Regions from separate parts of the Hordeum vulgare genome. Here region 2 is linked to region 1. The links are chromatin contacts, called in public Hi-C maps. All regions are on one chromosome and are shown on one strand. The core of a region is the stretch at or near the end of the contact, and the rest is flanking DNA. Distances in the headings are between cores, read along the strand shown. Region 1 has its middle 16 kb from the start of LOC123428346. Region 2 holds the start of LOC123428348 (pyruvate kinase, cytosolic isozyme-like).

Region 1 (2,700 bases), core at 128-2,627:
GACTCCATCGGGCGTCGGGCGGTCGCGAGGGAGGTTGCCTCTGCGAGGAGCTGCTCGCGGGCCGCCTCCAGCTCGGCCGTGGCGACGGCCGGATTGGCCGACGACGTGATAGGGGTACTGAGTCCCCGAAGAGTGGAGCGGAGAGGGTCAGAGGTGCCTGGACGGGCCACGGTGGCGGCCGCCTTCGCCTAGGCCCTGGTGCGAGATACCACGGCAGCTACGTCCGCCTGCACCCTGGTGCGGCCAGAACTCATGGAGGAGCCGATGACCATAACCTCCGCGAAAACGCGGAGGTCGTCGGCGCCCCTCAAGGCGATCGCCCCCGCGAACGATGGCGGGTCGGAGCAGTCGAGCACCTCACGAGCGTACTCGTCGAAAGTTGGCGCGTCGATGAGACGCAACCCACCAAAGAGCGTGCAGAGGCCGGCCGTCGGCGTCCCGCCGGACGTCGTTGTATCACGGCTCGTCGGAGAGGACGGCGCCGAGGCCTGCGAAGCAGGCAGATCCGAGGCTCAGTGCCGCGGAAGCTTCCACGGAGGAGAGCTCCACGGGTGTGCTGATCAGACCGGACGTGAAGCGCCCGACGGAGTTGGCGAAGGGTCCCGCCCGGAGCGTGACTCTGACCGGCGCCACGGACGGCCCCATGATGGGTGTCAACTGTCGTGGGTTTTCTCACAACAGATGCCATGGGGTGGCTTATCGAGAGTGGATGGGGCCTAAGGACGCCAACGGGCTCCGGGAACAGGATTGGGAACAAGCGGTGCGAGACACACGATGTACCCAGGTTCGGGGCCCTTCGTGGAAGGTAACACCCCTAGTCATGCTAGTCTGGTTGATGAACCGAGTGGGTTACAATGTCACTCCTTGAGTTGTTGGCTAGAGGAGAAAGGAGCTGCTTGCTCTTCTTGCCTCTCTACGCGTCTGTGTGTGTGTGCGCGATGCTAGGTGGAACTAGCCGACCCCCTGCATGAGGAGGCTCCGGGGGTTTATAGCCCAACCCCCTAGCTTACAATATGCATATATGGCGTAGGGGGACCCGGCTAGCAGCCTCCGAGCCGGTCAGGGGTCCCACCGACCGAGGGGTCTTGTCGCTTGTTGGGCCCGCCGGCTGAAGGGTCCCATCGGGAGCCGGAGGGGTGGACCCGCCGGCCGAGGAGTCTTGTCACTCAGTGGCATAGGCTGCATAGTGCGGCGGCGTCTTGTGGCCGCCCACCGTGGTCAGCAGCGCGGGGTGGCTCCACGGGGTTTATAGGCCACATGGGAGCAGTTAATCAAGTGATTGGAGGGGTGTCATCGTTGTGCCGCCTCGCCCCATCGCGGTCGGTTATGGTCAGCGGTACGGCCGCCGGTGCCACAGTCATACGCTCGTTGACCAGCGGTGCCTGCGTCGCTGTAGCCACGTCTCGCTGATGCGTCCGTGCTGCGCCGGACAGGGTGATGTGAAAGGTGCCGACCCGCCGGCTGACGGGTCGCCAATGAGCCGGATGGCGGGCGTCCTCTGTGCCGGCTCGCACTGCTTAGCCGGCCAGGGGCAACTGTCCTAGGGGGGAAGCGTCCGCCCCACACTGTTTTAAAAAGTGGGTGCAGCCCGAATGATACCCCGGGGTCCCCCCGTCACAAATCTTGAACAATTCTTGCAATTGACTGATTTGATCATAGACTTGTCTGTTATAGAAAAAGATAAATGGCAATACATGGGTCACCTAGGCAAAATTTCTTCAATGAAGGCCTATAAGCAGCTACTGGGAGAGCAAGAGGGGAATAGTTTCTTCAAGCAAATCTGGAGATCCAACAACAGACTTAAATAAAAAAATTCCTCTGGTTAATACAGCTCATAACAACATTCCTACAAGATCACTATTAACCAGAAGAGGAATGCAGATTGTTGACCCCTGCTGTCCCAATTGCGATCAAAAAGCAGAGGAAACAATTTATCACTTGCTATGGGAGTGCAAATTTGCACAACAATGTTGGAATTCATTACTTTCACATAGGAAAAGAAGCACCTCAACCTTCGAGGATATTCAACTGGCATTGAAGCAACTGCATCTTAAAGCAGCCATGGAAGTCATCATGCTGGGCTGTTGGAGCATTTGGATTCAGCGAAATGGAAAGGTTTTCAGGGCCATTCAACCCACGAAATTCAACTGGAGACATACAATGAAGCTAGAGATGAATAATCTGCAAAAACTGGCATAGGCTAATTTCGCACTCTTTCAAGCTTTGTCTCCATTTCTCTGTTCTTCTTTTTACATCTCCCCCCTTGTAACATACTTTTACATGGTAAAAAAAACATGCACAGTATAGTCATGTTGGTCCCATTCTCCAGTCCATTCAATGATCTGCATCGGGTCAGGGTCATTGAAGATACAACTCACACACTGCATATATATCAGAGAAAAACACAATGTAATCAGATACTTGATACAAAATACTGGGATACGATGTGATGTGTACTTTTCAATGGGTGTGACTGATTATTGCTTTTGAAAAGGGAAACAAAAGAACGAGCAACTACATTGTCAATCTTTGTAATCTTTAAGTGATCATACCTGGCTTGCCCATGATGTTACATCGTTTCCAACATCAAACAATACTTCCTGATCCTTGGAGCATATTGATAATGTTTCTTGCTGGAGGTCTTTTGGTGCGATCCGGATTCACACAAATTAGACCTATCTGAACGCATCTTTTTATTTG
Region 2 (2,700 bases), core at 97-2,596, 36 kb after region 1:
TGAGACGAAACATTAAGCCATTATTGTGTAATAAACAATTACTCGAGCATGTTTTCTTACTGCCAAATAAAACCTCTCTAATAAGTGTATCAATCGCTTCCTTCTACTATTTAAGAGCATGAACAGAAGTTCCCATGAGAGCCAGCGATATCTTAACACCAAGATCTGAAAAAGCAGCCACTAAACCATCCTTAAAAAATATTTACAAGTAATGTCTGGCCAGTTAAACATACAGTAAAACCACTAGTGAACAAAGTAACTGAACAACATGCTGACAATATGCAAAACTTGTGTTAACTAACATGATGTACTGTATTATAAATACAGCAGGTGGTTCGGAGACCGCCAGGTCTTACGGCGCAACCGTCTCCAGCACTGAGCAATCAGCGTCCGCTGATGATGATAACGGGATCCGTAGGCCGACGACAACACGAGACGGATGCCGCTGCGCAGGCCACCCCATAGCGTGTCACCCTACATGCCATCCCATGATATATCTATTCCGTTTCGCCGGCATCGCAAATGGGCAGCAGCCAACCACCCGCAGCAGCCCAATCCTAGATCCGACCTTGTACGACAAGGCAGAGCACCCGGGGCCAATCTAAGCACACATGTGCGTGCCATGAAATGTAGCCCCTCAAAATAAGTCAAAACCACCAAAGCTGAAATCCTAATCCGACCATGCCGTTGCCTCCAGATCACCCCAATCCAACTCCGATCGACGACAGATGAGTAGATCGGAGTCCATTCTCGAACCAAAACCGAGAGAAGCTACTCGACGAAATGGGCCGATCCGGCGTAGAAAAGAATGAAGAATGTTACCTTGGTGTCGAGCATGACGGCGCAGAGGATGCCGGTGTTGTGCATGGCCTGGCGGAGGGCGTCGAGGGTCTCCTGGTGGTACTCGTGGGTGCCGTGGGAGAAGTTGAAGCGCGCGACGTTCATCCCGGCGCGGAGCAGCTTCTCGAGCATGGGCACGGAGCGGGAGGCCGGGCCGAGCGTGCACACGAGCTTGGTCCGAGGCGTCCGCGCGTCCGCCGCCGCGTCCCGCTCCAGGTCCGCCAGCACCGCCGCCATGTCGATGTTCGCCATCGCCGCCCGCGGTGTGGTGTGGTCTGGGGAGGAGGAGGAGGGGTCGGGGGTGTGGGTGTGGCGACGGCGATGAGATTTGGATTTGGTCGCGGGCGGATGGATGGAAGTTTTATAGGATTGGAAGGGGGGATTTTCTTGTGGGTGGGTTGGGCGATTCGGTGGGCGAAGAGGCGGAGGGAGGAGGAAGATGGACACGTGGTTTGGGCACCGAGTCGAGTGGAGAGGTGGACGCGGACGCTCTCGGCCACCAGTGCCTCTCCGTTAGCGTCAGCCGTTTTCCGTGTCTTCTTCTTTTTTTCTTCTTCATCTTCTTGGGGAAGAAGTTGGGACTACTTGGCTGGCTATTATTACTTGCTGATGATGGAAATCCTCTAGAGGCGGTGTCCTGCACCGGTCAAAACTTTCAGCTGGCCGCGCGCGGCCGTCGGATCCATCAGCTGCACACGTGTTGCATCGTTAGATCTTCATGTAGTAAAAAAAAAATTATGCAACAAATTTCTTTCACGATGCAATAAATCTCGTCTACGGTTGTAACAAAAATATAATTGTAGCAAAAAAATATTAACGTGGTCGTAACAAAAAAATGAAGCTGATGATGCGTGGTAGCAAAACAAAATAAGGGTTGTAGCAAAACAATCCGGTGAACTCGGGTTGCAACTCTGACGAACGTGTATGCAACTTTTTTTAATGAATGGTTGCAACAAAAAATGATACCGGTTGTAGCAAAAATTAACACGACTGTAGCAAAAAACACCGATTGTAGCAAAAAATTCCACGAACTGAGGTTGCAACCAAACTTATATGCAGCTTTTTTAGTGGTAAATGTAGTAAATTTGGACACCGGTTATAGCAAATTTAAACGATCACCACAGGGGAAAATGTTGCATGACCATACGCGCGAGACGCGTGTACAGCGAGCGATCGGCGCGTTGCTTCCGCCGGCGCGCCCAAGGGAAACTTTTCTCAATCCTCTATCAATTTTATTTTCTTTGCCAAAAAAAATCTCTATCACTTAAAAACCATACTGAAGAAAGCAAGAGGTGAAGAATAAATAGATTTCCAATGTGAGGTAGTAAGTGTTGTGTGCTTTTGATTAACTCCATCGCTACGCGATCGATGATGTCGTACATCGTAAGAAGTCATCGACGCCTACCCGCACATATTGCAAGGATCGGCCGTCTAAGGGACCACAATGATAGTGAATCAACGATAGTAGCGTCGTGCAAGGCCGGCTATATGTTTGGGGGATAAGATGGTTCGGGCATTTTCAGGTATTCACGACGGCCCATTAAATTCGTCCGGACCGGTCCAAACATTCGAGATTGCGCAAATCGCCCTTGAACTGGGGAGTCCGACACGTCGTACCCACTCCTAAAACCCCTCTCCGGCCTTCGATCTAGAACCCTACCCCTTTGAACCCCTTCTTCCATCGTCTAAGCCGACGTCAAAACACCCGTAGTTGACATCATCATTTGTCGTCCGACGTCGGAATGGCATGCCCCACTTGTTCGTCATGGAAATAATTTTAGCTGGCCCTTTGACCTTAAATTACTATTACTAAAAAATATATATAAACATTGCGTAAGAGGGAGAGTGGGGGCAGATCAC

What was found. Hi-C and Micro-C count contacts between places; a contact is called where the count stands out from the background.
Region 2: a contact with region 1 is called in a Hi-C map of leaf, with 3 times the contacts expected there. The contact joins the promoter of LOC123428348 here to the enhancer-like site in region 1. A contact is called at or near these places in 2 of 6 Hi-C or Micro-C datasets (leaf and seedling) and 1 of 1 datasets of contacts at active chromatin or transcription factors (embryo).

Annotation. Positions count from the first base shown.
Region 1 is chr2H:646,369,129-646,371,828 of MorexV3_pseudomolecules_assembly, forward strand. No RefSeq gene overlaps it. Among protein-coding and RNA genes, the nearest start is that of LOC123428346, 16 kb to the left of the region's middle. Within about 2 kb of position 1,378, at least 3 of the 3 cell types and tissues checked have open chromatin away from gene starts, as enhancers often do. A contact at or near this core is called in leaf and seedling, where this site is marked.
Region 2 is chr2H:646,404,953-646,407,652 of MorexV3_pseudomolecules_assembly, forward strand. LOC123428348 (pyruvate kinase, cytosolic isozyme-like) reads right to left here and starts at 1,347. Exons shown (of 3, transcript XM_045112548.1): 1 at 823-1,347. The coding sequence starts at 1,092.